Linked DNA regions of Mus musculus: region 2 is linked to region 1. The links are chromatin contacts, called in public Hi-C maps. All regions are on one chromosome and are shown on one strand. Each heading gives the region's core, a stretch centred on a gene start, on an enhancer-like site or on the middle of the called end of the contact. The rest is flanking DNA. Distances are from core to core; before and after follow the strand shown.

Region 1 (7,314 bases), core at 3,081-5,580:
ACCAAGTATCACACTACTTCATCACCCAGAACTGAATCTACAAAATTATCTCAGCTATAGAAGCAACACCAGGTATTATGGGAGTATGTCCAGTCATCCCGTAACTTCTGTGACTGAAGGAATCTGAAGTAATCTTTTGGCTGAGAACTGGTCTTGGCTTTGCATTTGAAATCATAGGCAGTGATAGGCTGGTTTTCAGGCCAGGCACCGCCCACTGATGGATGCTTCTGCCTGGCTGCAAGCTGATCATCTGCAGATGGAGAATTGGGTCTCTGTTATCATCATTTCTTTTATCTGAAATCAATCTACTCTTGTTTTTAGACTTTGATCCTATAGTCAGCCTCCTATAAGACAGGCTTTGCCAGCACATCTATACAAAGATGAACTGCTAATGGGAGCCTCAGCTAAAATAACATGCACGGGTTTCCAGGCTGACTGTGACCCATCGATCCTTCCCTTAGCAAACATGTCTGACGTCAGGACCCCTGTACCTGTGCAAGTCCTTGCCAGAGAGGAGGCTAACAGGCAGAGCTGGCATGGACGTTAGGCTGCATTGTTCTAGTCTTGCCCATCTGATATTCCCGTCTGAGAGGAAGAGCTGTAGGAACTGATATAACTTTGGAAAGCCATACTTCCTTCCACTTCATGGTTCTTGACCAATGAAAACAAAGCACCACCAGCGGCAACACCAGATTTGCTTAGAAATCACAATAACAGACTAAAGCATACAGAGTTTTTCTTGTGGACATTGCCAGCACATTACCCAGCCAAGTCCACCCTTCTCTGAGAAATCGGTAAATTTCCCTCAGTGCTCAGAAGATGACAGTGAATCCCATGACTTTTAAAGCTTTATAAACGCAGTCTTGCTTTATATTATTGACAGCGAAATTAACTGCATTGCTTCATAACCTTTGAGAAGAGAATTTAGAAATGTTAGATATCCCTTTAGAAATTTTAAACACAAAATTTCTCATATAAAAATACTTTCTTATCTACAAATACCATAATAGAATTATGGTAATGAAAATGTAAATATATAAAATAGAAAACGATTTTGAAATCCATACCAGTGGAAACTGTAGTGGTTATAAAATAGTACTCCTGAGGCTAATTCTGACTGCTGAAAATGACCAGCAGCATCTGGGTATTTTCCTATCCATTATGCATATTATATGTTATCATGGCTTGCCATGGTTGTTAACCTTGGATAAAATTGAATTTGTTAACAGGACTGTTTTGTGGAAAGTTAGACCACAGTGTACTGCTGAAACACGCAATGAGATTAAGAGGGAGGCTCAAGGGTCACCAAGGTCATCACACTCAAAAAATGAGGATGGCTCCTGGCAGATTGGGTTGATTTGAATGCATTCACTAGACCCTTGAGTCTTTTGCCTGGTTTCAAATATGGCTTCTACTGTTGAGCACACTCCTGATGCAAACCCATAAATTCCTCTACCAATGCCCAGCTTACATTAGACGTGTGTGTTGGCACGTCGAGCACTGTGAGTTAAGTCTCTTCTTGGTAACGTCAGCCTGCCTGCAGTATTCAAAATGAGGAGTTTGAAGGGATACTTTGAATTGTTGATGTTCGTCCTACTAGACAGACATTTGGAATGTAGGGGGAAAAATGATCTAAAATCAGAAATCAAACTTTCAAAAAGATTACAAATTTATTCTAAACTGTACCCAGATGTATTATTTCAAATTTACCAAAATGTTATTTGTGTGTTTTCAGTGAGAACAACAATAAAGATGCTAATATACACAGCATTGGAGAGAAAGGGTTGGGCAGGAGGCCTCAACCCTACACAAAAACTATAGGAAGCTAAGAGATGCTAAGAATTGGAAGAAACATTCTTCCCCAGGCAAGAGCACACCAACTGGTTATTCAGTACCACGTTGTCAGCCCTGAAAACGGACATGCAAGTAACATTATACAGATTGAACAGGCTGTTCACGGGTATAATTAATGAGAAAGAGGCTGTAAATTTGAAAACAAGTAAGGTATAAGAAGGTTCAAAGAGATTAAAGGGATAGGCAAATGGTATAATTGTAATCTTAAATAATAAGAGAAATAACAAAAAATAAATTCAAGTGTCTCTTATATCCTATTCCTCTAAAGTCTTCTAATGTTTAGAATATTTTAGTGAGATCCTTTCTATTAACTTTTTTACTATTCCTTTACTTAAAGGAACTTAATTTACAGTGACCACTGTCAACTATCAACCACCTGTGTCTCATGGTAAATAACTAGGAAAAGTATGTTTTATACAAATTTCAACTGTCTAAGAAAGTGATTAAAATACAGGAAAAAATGTCCCAGATTTCTTTCCCTTTAGTGAGATTCTTAACACCGCATGTTTAAAAAAATTCATTTTAGAGAGATTCTTATCATTACATGTAAATAAGAAGTGTTAACAATCACAGTAGCTTGGAATTGCCTAAGACACTAGCTTTACCTAGCTTTCTTGGGAAATAATTTTTTTTTTTATTTTATTTGAGGTCTGAGGTTTCAATTCCTATTTGATTATGAACCTAGATTGAGCCATAGTCGTGCAATATCGCTTAAAAAGCAACAACAATAAATAAGGTTTTGTTGGGTTGTATCCACAGGAATGTAGTGAGGTTCACTGCTGAGCAGAATCTTGGATTTTGCTCATTAAAAGCTGGAATATAAAATGACCAAGAAGAGGTCTAACAGAAAGCAGACTCTGCCATATGGCTTCAAATTGATGGCCCCAGTGAGAGAGATCTGAGACAGCGTAGCCATCTACTACATCATAAGAGATCCATCTAGGAAGAGAGCAGAAATCATGTCGAACACAATACATGAAACACAAGCCAACATGGGGGGGGGGGGGGAGAAAGACCTGAAAGACTTTCAGATGGGGCCCTGAGGTGTCGAACATCTTTTTAAAGAGGTCTATCACAGGATAAAGCAACCAGAGTTCTTCCCATCAACAAAAAGCCCCATAAGTCAGAGGGCATGGGATGTTACTCATGCCCTCACTTTGGTTCTGATTAGCCCTTTAACCCTTAGTCAAACATCAGTGTTTGGTTAGAAATTGTTTACAATTAATTCCACACAATGAGACAAACTGTTTTTAAGGCGCATTCACTCCCTGGCCAGTTACCACCATAATTAGCCAATAATTGCTTGCGGGTTTGTTCTTCAGCTTTTCCTTTTTAAATTTTTTCAATTATGTACTCTGCAAATGTCTGTGAATACTTACTCCATTCCAAGCTTGAAATTTTAAAAGCACATAATAAAAATTTAAGTTCAAAACCCATTTGATTAAAATTGACTGAGATTCAAAGACTCTTATTTTAAACTATGAACAGCAATTATTTTAAAAATGAAAAACTGAGAAATATTAATGAGTCTTACCTAAGGTGTTTTTGTTCAGGAATTACCTTGATGATAACAATTACTATTTTTTTCTAAAATTTAGAGGAAGGTCCATCCCTATGAATAATCCCAGTAAGAGGATTGAAATGACACTTCCACTGTGGTCCTCCACATCCTGATGGCTGGTTTTACTACCAACCATGCATTTTCGTCACAGTTACTGGCCAGTCTCAAATAAGCTGTACTATTTAATGCCATTGAACTAAATGATTGAGTTCCTATCTACGTGGAATATATGAAAACATTATGGTAAACTGACTTAAAGTAAGGAATCAGTGAAAAGAAATCGAAACAATCTGAGATCCAAATAATTAGGAATGATGTCATATATGATGTCATACACAGTGCTTCTGTTCCCTCTTTACGAGGTCCTATGTACACAGGAACTATTGGAGGGTACAATGCAATACCTATAAACTCCATAATTGTCATGTCTAGTTATGGTCAATGTTTCCAGAAGAGAAAGTCGGAGTTGATACTATGGGATGGGGATGGAACAGAAGCAGCGGATAACACAGGGAAGAAGGGAGACACAAGGAGAATCAACGAGGTTATGATAACATCGGTGAGAATTTCACTTATTGGCTCCATTTCCATTTTGTAAGTCATCTGCAGAGCCGCCTTGGGTTACACTCTGTAGTTTCAACAGAAACCTGAGCGCCAGTCTTCTCTGATGGCTAGCAATTTAAGGCTGCAAGAGGTCATCGCTTTTGCCATCCTTGAATCCAAACATATGCTCTTGAGAAAATAATTTTTAAGAGCTTTAAACCTAGCACCTTTCGCCAACTTAATTCTTTGAAAATGTTAGAAAAACAAAACCATTTTTTTTTCTTTTCTTTTCTTCAAACTTGCTCTGAACTGACTTGAATTTTTCCCACCCAGGGAGTAACTCAGGAAAGATTCTTGCTGCCAACTGTTCGTGGCTGAATTGCTCAAGCATGACCTAGGTTAAAGTTACTTCAGTCCTGGGATGGTGGCCTTTTAACCCATTTATAGGTTTCAGATTTATGTTTCATCTTTTCTGGGAAAGTGGTTATGAGAGTAGGGTGGTGGAGCAGTGTCAGAGTGCCCCTGCCTTTTCTAGGAGGACATGGTCTCCTAAGGGTGATACTGTCGCTTTAACGTGAAAATGCTGACAGCTAGGGTAGGGGATCCAAAGAAATAAATTAACGCCCTTGTCTGGTGTTCAGAGCTATGATTTCATAGGAGTGTGAAAACGATTATTCCATAGGAGGACATAAGCCCGCTCTGATGGATGACTTAATAACCTCCAACAATTATGCAAAGTTGTTTTATAGAATGATGTCTTGCTGTCTGGTGTCTTCTGTAGGAAGCAGACAGAATGAGAACAGAGAGGCACAAGCTATGTGCTACCACAGGGATAGATATCATTTAGAAATTCTGGATTTCTGAATCAAGGTGGTCACTACGAAAGAAAATCAGTTGCTAAGACAAAGATTGCCAAGGGCTCCTCGCAGGAGAAAGAAATCACCAGGGTGAGTGATCAGACTTTTTTTTTGAAGTATTCTTGACGAATTGGGTCCTCTATGATGGCAGCTCGGTTTACAGGACCTATGTTAAAAATTCTAAAGTTCATCTCTGTTATGTGGAAAGAATATGTTTGTCCTTCACTTGTGTGCAGACAAAAGAACTCTGCATTCCCCACATGTATATCAATGCCAGGAAGCAAGCAAGTACACATCTGACACGTTGCATATATTGTACATCATGATTGATGGTAAAATGCATGTCATGGCATCGGTCAAGAGTTCAGCATGCCTGTGAGAGCTCATGTGCTTTGTGTCCTTTGAGACTATCTGGCATCACAACATTCTTCTCAGTCATAGACTTGTCCCTGACCTTGCTCTGTCCACCTCCTCCTCCAACTGTTCTCCGACATTCAGAACCATCTGTGAGCATGCATGACCATCAGATTCGGGGGACTGGTGTTCCAAAGAAGCACTCAAGAGCCCATGAGTGCCCAGGAAAGGCACTTCTCACCCCTGTGACACTCCAGTTGCCACTGAGAGCCACTTCCCAAGTGCCCCCCCCCCTTTTTGAAAGAAAAATGAAGCTTTCCAACTCCTTTCCAATCAATCACAGCTAACTGTATGACATACACTCTGACTAAAGCTATAAAATCAGATATTCACTCGGAAGAAATAGTGTAGGCATTAACTTTGGCCTGATTTCTAGTGCTATATTCTTAACTCCTTGCCTCATTTCCCCTACTGCTCCATCAGAGAGTTTAAAGGATTTTCTAAAGACAATAAAGCTAAGAGTAATGGAAAGAAATCTTGGCCAGATAAAAAGAAAATAAGTATTCAATGTTAAAGTCCTTTGAAAAGGAAGGAGTTACATTAAATAGCAATTACAGTGCAGTGAGGAAATATTACCGAGGCTGGTAATCTCATCACGATTTGGGAGAATTATACAGCAGAGCAGCAGAGGCAAAGCTCTGGAGTGAGCACACAGCTACCAGGGCATCAGTGTCTGCAGGATGACAGAAGCAAAGGCCAGTAATATGGAAATCTATGGAGGGACCATTGCTGGTGTCACGCCTCCATCCATCCCATCTTTTCCAGATTTAGGCTATTCCTTTGACATCTGAGAATCATTGTGGTAGACAAATGCATGAATCTATGTATTTACTCAATTGTTTTCATGAACCCATCATGGGATTGGGTTCTAACCAAGGGAGAAGAGAATGAAAAAAATCTTCATCACTAGCTTAAAGTTGCTTGTGGTTCCACTGATAAGTTCTCAGTCACTAGTGTTGAACTATCAAATCAAATCAGTCTAAAACTAGTGATATTTTATGTTGCATAAAAGGGGGGGGCAAATGTCTGGAAGGAGAGAGGAAAGAAGGGAAGTGTTCACTTGCAAATGAACCTCTTTTATAGGGTTCCTGTGGGTGCTTCACTATTGTACCATATGCTGCTGTCCTTTCTGTCAAACAGTTGTTGTGTTATAGTGATCATCAGGGGTTTTATTGTTTGACACATTTCAGTAATAGTATTGTTTTTTATTAGATATTTTCTTTATAAACATTTCAAATGCTATCCCCAAAATTCCCTATTCCCTCCCTCTGCCCTGCTCCCCTACCCACCCGCTCCCACTTCTTGGCCCTGACATTACCCTGTACTGGGGCATATAAAGTTTGCAATACCAAGGGGCCTCTCTTCTCAGTGACGGTTGACTAGGCCATCTTCTGCTACATATGCAGCTAGAGATGCGAGCTCTGGGGTACTGGTTAGTTCATATTATTGTTCCACCTATAGGGTTGCAGACCTGTTCAGCTCCTTGGGTGCTTTCTCTAGCTTCTCCATTGGGGGCCCTGTGTTTCATCTTATAAGATGACTGTGAGCATCCACTTCTGTATTTGCCAGGCACTGGCATAGCCTCATACGAGAAAGCTATAACAGGGTCCCTTCAGCAAAATCTTTCTGGCATATGCAATAGTGTCTGGGTTTGGTGGTTGATTATGGGATGGATCCCTGGGTGGGGCAGTCTCTGGATAGTTCATCCTTTAGTCTTAGCTCCAAACATTGTTTCTGTAACTCCTTTCATGAGTATTTTGTTCCCTATTCTAAGGAGGAATGAAGTATCCACCCATTTGGTCTTCCCTCTTCCAACTGGTAATAAGAATACATGCTCCACTATGTTCATAGCAGCCTTATTTATAATAGCCAGAAGCTGGAAAGAACCCAGATGTCCCTCAACAGAAGAATGGATACAGAAAATGTGGTGCATTTATACAATGGAGTACTACTCAGCTATTAAAAAGAATGGATTTATGAAATTCTTGGACAAATGGATGAATCTGGAGGATATCATCCTGGGTGAGGTAACCCAATCACAAAAGAAGTCAATAATAGTACTGTAAGTGAGTTCATCTCATTACC
Region 2 (7,314 bases), core at 2,222-4,721, 140 kb after region 1:
TAAGTAGATTCCTTCAGCTCTGGGGTAGAATCAGAAGAGTGGAGACCATATGGCTTTAGGCTTAGGATACAGGAATGCTAATTCCAGTCCCTTAGAGTGGATGTTAATTGCTTTACCTCCCTTCCACTAATTAATTCATCTGAGAGTCTGTAGTTCGTGATTCCAGTTCAAGACCATTTCATATAGGACTTCAGACTATAAACACTGGTCACCTTAAATATCAAATTTATTTTCTCCACTGATGTCAAATACTAGGGAATCCCTCCTACTGATTCCAACTGTTCAAAAACTCCTATCAACATGGGCATTGGTAAGCGGTTTTTGTAAATTCACATGCGGGATTTGAAGTCTGTTCTCTAGAAACTAGAAAACTCTGTCATAAATAATATGCAAAGAAATAGATGGAAGAGTTTACCCATAGGTCACAGATAGCCAAACCCTACTTTATATCACAAAGTACCAAAATGGAATATATGTTTATTACAAATCTGAACAACCCAAGATATCTGTTTTGAAACCAATCATTTTATTTCCCCACTTCTAGAAGATATGCATTTCCTAATATCCCTTTCTGTTTATTTTACCCTAACTACCCTAAGAATAATTTATTTAGCAAGTAACTATGAACAAGGGTTAAGGTTTGATCTGTTGCTATATAATGTAATTCTAAATTCTGGCTCTGATTGCCCCCTGGATGAGGCGATTTTCACAGACCCAATTGATGCTACGTAACCTTGCCCACCAAGTTATCCCTTGTTGATCAATAAAGATGTCTACAACCTATAGCTAGATAGAAGAGAGATAGGTGGAGTTTCAGTTCCCAGAGTTGGGGTCTGAGGAGGACCATAGGGAAGTAGAATTTAATAGTTAAAGGGTAGATTTCTGTCCAGCTCTAGTTTTGATAAAGGCTTATTATGAATATAAAGGTTTTATGTCTTTTATCTGGGAACTGAATGGTCAAAGGCAGGATAAAAACACCCAATTGAGATTACATCTTTACAGCAACAAAAAAGCTTCAAAATGTGATAATTTTTTATTATTATTTTATTTATTTATATTCCAACTGTCGTCCCCCCTCCTGGTCACCCCTCCCACAGTCCCTCATCCCATTATCTCTCCCTCTTGCCTCAGAGAGAGGGTACTCCCCCTCTCCACCCTCCCACCAGACATCCCTCTTCCCTGGGGCATCAAGTCTTTCGAGGATTAGGAAGATGCCATAACTTTTGAAAGCAGTGACATATTTTTCACAACCTGGTCCCAGAGATTTGTTGAGTGACCCAGGTGATATCAAGACTCCATTGATGGTCCTGGGGAAGAGACAACCTATTCAACATTTCCTCTGAGTATTATCCCCAAATACATGATAAGGGCTAAGTAAGTCTCTAGTAGAAGAAGGACCCAACTATCCATTATTTCTTGTACAAAAACCCATCTAGACTACGGCTTTCCTATATCGAGTTCTCTAGCCCCTACTATTGCATCTGAGTTTCTCATTGGATAATATATTCAGTGCCTATTTGGCTACTGCATGTTCTGCCTGGCTCTATGACCACCACAGTGAGCACAATTAATATCTGCCATATCAACCACCCTTAGCTTTGACTATCTCCTTTCCTCTTCATCCAAGCACTTATTCCTGAAATAATGTGGTGTAATGCTTATAGGTCTTAAAAAATATTTTTAATAATTAAATCTTAAAACACCCTGGTCTCAGCATATCATTTCACAAACCCAAATGATATTCCTTTCATTCACTGTCCTCTCTCTCCTATTGAAGACTCTTGAAGACATGGATAAGGTGCTGAGGTGAAAGACATTTCACACTGGCCAAGTCCTTCATTAAGGTATCTCTCTACCAGTAAGGTAGAGAGCCATGCTTCTAACTCTTTGACTTCTGACTCCTGAACTTTCTTCTTTGGCTTCTTTGGCTCGGTAAATCCAACACCTCTCCTGAGACAACTCTATGCCCACTTCTGCTACACCAGGCATATCATCAATCAAAAGAAACATCATTTGAACTGATGTCTCTCGCTTCTTTGTTTCCTGGGCTTTGCTGCCCATTCAAATTTAATATGAGATGTTGGCCTCTCATTTTCTTGGTCTGCATGTGGCCTAGGGTGGATCATCATTCAGATGGACTGAAAGGTCTATTAAAATTCTGGTGTCTGAGCTCTGCTTTGGGAAATATTGGATTAAAGTCTCTGGGTGTGAGACTGAAAAATTTGCTTTTCATCTGTTAACCTTTCTCTCCCACCCACACATTTCCATGTACACTGTTTTTAAGCACTGGATTAAAAACAAAGATCCACTCCCCACAGCTGGCCTCTACCATTCCATGTCTATATAGAGTCAGTGAATTTTCTGCCCTTGTAAATCTGGGGAACATGTGGTTGAATGGGTTGCCATGGTAGCTGAATGTTTCTCCAGATCTTCTGGTGGAAGCGTGAACCAAAGCTCTCAAGGGTGCTATTTGTTTCCATGATGTTACAGGGTATATATTCTCACATGCCTAGGCACTAGGAACCCCCTCCCCATGCCTGTACACAACCTCCTATGCATGGTTGGGAGGAAGCAAAGGGAGTCGGGGTACAGATACCAAGTCATGAACTCTGTCCTAGTGAACTGCTCTCTGTGGCAATCACTGAGAAGTCTGATGCTAGGTTGGGCATAGGAAAAGAAGGCATGGTGTCAGGGTCTGCATTCCTGGGAATTGGGTTGGTAATTCTCTAGAGAAATATCTGTTGAATGGATAGATGGATGAGATGGATGGATGGATGGATGGATGGATGCATGGATGGATGGATGGATTTTAGAAAACAGTGAATAAATAAGTCTACAAATGGATGGATGGATGGATGGATGGATGGATGGATGGATGGATGGATGGATGGATGGATTTTAGAAAACAGTGAATAAATAAGTCTACAAACAGTCAAGACTCAGGAAGAGAGAGCTGCACTGTTTGAAAGGCATTTTAGTTACGCATAAGCATGCTTTTTCACAAAATAACTCAAACTGCTTATTGGTATGCTCTTGGCGAACAAGATTCTGGCAAAGTGCTGAGTCTAAGAAGCAGCACGAATTATACTTTTTTGGGACTATGCCTTTGTGATTTTGCTATTAACCAAAGCAAATAAGTAGCAACCATGTAATGTGTTTATTATCCCAATCATTGAAGTTATGACAAATCTCCAACATAACAGTTTGCCACAATCATTGTTGGAGACAAGAAGAACATTCTTTAGAAGCATATGGGCCTGTGGGTGTGGGTCTGTGGTGCGCAGTACTGAGGAAGGGACCATAGAAGCCTGGAAAAAGTCATGCATGCAAGCTTAGAAAGCAAATTGCACCTTTTTCAGCAAATTGGAAATTGATGGTGTGTAAATCTGAAATCCTAGCAGTGACTATTATTTCCACCCAGGCTATTATTAACTGGTAATATTTTCTCTAGTAAACACTCAGTTGCCCATGGCAACTGGAGTTGTGTCATATAGACACAAGGGCTCCCTGGCTTTACCAGAAACATGGAGAGCGTTTTAAATCAATTTTAAAAAATGCAAAGAAGTTTGCCAAGAACAATATTTTTGAAATAGTAGACTCGGTTTTTACTCGAGATAAAGAAGAAAACTCTAATGAAATCAAGATGGATGCATTGCCACAAGCCTTCCTATCTAATGTTTGCCAGACAAGCAAGAAGTACCCTTCCTTGCGCCTAAGCCCTGTGTTACTCTGTAGCAAAATGAGGTCCTATGCCTCTTCTCAGGAAATCATTGACACCATAAGCTGTTTTCACTGAGTCCCTTAACTTAAATCTCTTCTTCACTGCTTCTCCCAATCAATATTTTAATACCAAACATTAGTATGAATGCACAGCATGCATGTGAGGAATTGCACAAATTATAGCAACAAGGCTTAAAAAGAGTTTACAGTTGCCATGCTTCTTGTAACTGCTGCACACAGCTGAAGGTGAGAATGTTCTCTGTTTATTCGGAGTTTCTAATTTTCCTAAAAAAATAATAAAATTACCTGTTTTTTTCCTCATGTAGGGAACAAAATTAATTTTCTATCTGTATGAAATTTACATACAATGACTTTTTTTACATGAATTTCCAACGATAAAATCTGTCTGAGGTGTCTGTGAAGTGGGGGTTGGGGGGGGGGCGTCTATGTTACAGAAGTCAGTGGATTTCATGGTCATACGAGTTTTAAATTACCACTAACTATGCAGCCTCAACAACTCATATTCACTTTCATGCCGTTCTATGGGCTAGTAATCTGAGACAGAGGTGTGTGTGCTTGTTTTCTCTCTAAGGCTGTGCCTCCCTTCTGGCCTCTGGTGATTGGTTATATTGATCTTGTCTTTGATCTTCCCATCTTCTGTATTCATGCTCACGTGAAGTATGTGTCCCTTTTTATCACAGTGTCCTTTTTATGAAGATATTGGTCATGGGACCCACCATCTCATTGTAGTTTCTCCTTAACTGCACTAGGCATATCCATGTGAACTTCCCCTCTAAAGTTCTGCCAGTTAGAACTTCAATGTATAGATTTGGGGGTGGGGGGCATGATAAAAGTCATGATGAATGTCAGAATACATTAGAATAGTTAGATACTGATTATCATAGCATATAAACTTATGCTGCTTATGCCGAATGCTTGGGTATCCCCCAAAGGGGCAAAGAGCATGAAGCCTGCCTATGGTGTGGCTCATCTTCCTTCCAGACTCTCCAACTCCTATCTTCATCCCTCCTTTGAATTCTAGATGGTTGAAATGGCTTAGCAACTCACAACAATATAACATCCATTAACTTGGTTTTTGGAAGCTACTCTTTTGCCCAAGCTTCTCTTTAAAAAGTGACTCTAGAATGGTCTTCTAACCATTAAATTTTTTAATGAATCTTCAAATTAAACTCCAAGATATGGAAAACATTATATTGAGGAGACTCAACATGGAAATTCTTCCCAAATCAAACAAAATATACCGAAGGAAATGATAGTTGTACAATCTGACCCAGATTTACATGCAAATTGATGTGACAATAAAATGCTAGCGCCTCCATCATCTATTGAAATAACAATGTTGCTAATATACAAAAAAGACAATATACATCTCAAAATCAGTAATATAGAGAAACAAAATGTTACCTATCAGGTCTGAGAGTCTGCTGTCAGTTGGCTGAGGCAAGAAAAACTCCCGCTTGGAACAACAGGGTGCATTCAGTTTAGCTCACCATGAGTTGCTTCTAAGATGGAAGTTCAGGGTCAAGGGAAATAAAGTCAGTACACAAACACATTTCTACTTCTTTTCTATCTCCTAACATCTCATTGGCTAAACTAGATTGCATGATCAAGTAAAAATTGTGACAGAGACCCACGAGCTCCATGGAGATGAAGACTGTGAGTATTTGCTAACCATGAAATAGTCTGTGACAGGAAGGACGAAAAGAAGGTCATAGAGATAGTCACATCGAGGAAACACAAAATCACTGCATTGGTTTTAGTCTGAAGCTTTCCTCAGATCCATTAAGAGTTTCCAGAGTTTGCTATTGATGAGAACGAAAGGATAATGGTAGTTGTTTCTTGTTTGCTATAGTTATAATTTAAAAATGATATGACAGACTGGTTGATAACAACAACAGAAACTAGTTTATTCACAAGTGTGGAGGCTGGAGATTTGATATCAAGTGGTCAACTCAAGGTATCCAGAGAGTAGGTTTGCTCTGATGTAGGGCAAGGTCAACAAATCACCATCTCTCTAGCCATGCTCTGGCATGATCCTTCTTATAAAAATTCCAGTCACACTGCGTTAGGACCCACTCTGAAGTCTACATTCTACCAACTGGCAATTCAGATTTCTACATATAATTCATTGACACCAGAGAGACAAAAACATGGGTCTTGGAATCAAAGAGAAGTAGGCTTCAGTCTTACATCCAAAGCTTACATAGCACAGGAGTAGCTTTTCCAGGTTCTCAAAACCAAAATTGTATATACAAAGCTGGAGACTGTAATATTAGCTTTGCAGGACATTTTGCAATGGCTTTCAGGAATAAACAAAATAACACACATTTAAAAACGTATTGCCTAACACACTGATGCAGAACAACCACAGATAATTATTGCCACTGTTATTTGACTATTCAACATTTTAACAAGGCACATTCTGTACTAAGCACCAGAGACAACACACAGTGCCAGTTATAAAGCAAGGTGATGCAAAATTCACATAGAAGTGGGAGAGAAAACAACAGAAAATAGTCTGCAGGCCATGATGCCATTATGTCATTTAGAACTATTTCTTCTTTAAGAATAAAAAGCCTAAAGAAAGACTTTCTTAGTCTTCCATTGAAAGGACCTTCTGGGCCACAAACGCATATTGCTATGCTGACTGCATAGATGAAAAACTGGGACACATGGAAATTTTGTGATTTCACTGTCAACTTGGAGTCAGTAAGATAAGCTATTGCTAGAATCCACTCTTTCCTATAAGCATGGCTCTCTGAGTCAACTGCTTTCACTCCTTTCTTTGCTTTGAAGATCATATACAGCTTGATTGGAAAGTTACACTCTATAATTTCACAGTGATTACATGGCCCTGAAGATCGTTTTGTAAGTAAACGTTTTGAAACCAAAGATAATCATTGTTATACAACCATAACCCTTTTTCTTATGCCATGTTCTCCAACCAGAAATTTATCCAAGCTAAAGTTACGCTTCATAGTCTCAGGGGCAGGCAGCCAGCTTGGCTTTGCATTGCTACAACCCTAGCACCACTGGACTCTCTGAAGACAGCCTCAGGGATAACCTCTATCCTTGTCACAGATGCACATACACAAGCTGTCACTGTACTCTCAACACAAGGGCTGACAAACACGGTACACTGAGATGAATTAGACCACAGTCTTTGTGCAGGGGTGAAATACCCTGTTCAGGAACTCAGCAACATGCTACTGATTTCTGGACACCAGCCCTTCTCTCTCCTAAGAAACTTTATAATCACTATGCCAGGTCATTTCCAAACTTTCTGCTTCTCAAGTCCCTACTCTAGGCTAGTACAGACCTATCTCTCATTAGAAATACCAGAGGACAGTTTGCAAAATAGGCTAAAGTATTAAATATGTTAATAGAGTCTCTTTTTTCAAGTAATGCAGAATTCCAGCTTTATTTGAAATATGTCTGAAAATTTTATACAGTATTAAAAATTTAGACCGTGTACCCTATATGGACCTAATAGCAAATGAATCCCAGTGATATTCCACTCTGTGATTTTCTAAATGTACATGCATGTCACTCATGCACACACACACACACACA

The links. Hi-C and Micro-C count contacts between places; a contact is called where the count stands out from the background.
Region 2: a contact with region 1 is called in a Hi-C map of the 3T3-L1 cell line, with 13 times the contacts expected there. The contact joins two enhancer-like sites. A contact is called at or near these places in 1 of 39 promoter capture datasets (the 3T3-L1 cell line) and 7 of 484 Hi-C or Micro-C datasets (the 3T3-L1 cell line, 3T3-L1-derived adipocytes, the HPC-7 cell line and 3 more).

The regions. Positions count from the first base shown.
Region 1 is chr16:86,883,466-86,890,779 of GRCm38.p6, forward strand. No RefSeq gene overlaps it. Among named protein-coding and RNA genes, the nearest start is that of Gm32624, 70 kb to the left of the region's middle. Within about 2 kb of position 4,331, at least 5 of the 459 cell types and tissues checked have an H3K27ac peak or open chromatin away from gene starts, as enhancers often do.
Region 2 is chr16:87,025,445-87,032,758 of GRCm38.p6, forward strand. All of the region lies in intron 2 of Gm38477 (a long non-coding RNA gene), which reads right to left. Among named protein-coding and RNA genes, the nearest start is that of Gm38477, 20 kb to the right of the region's middle. Within about 2 kb of position 3,472, at least 15 of the 459 cell types and tissues checked have an H3K27ac peak or open chromatin away from gene starts, as enhancers often do.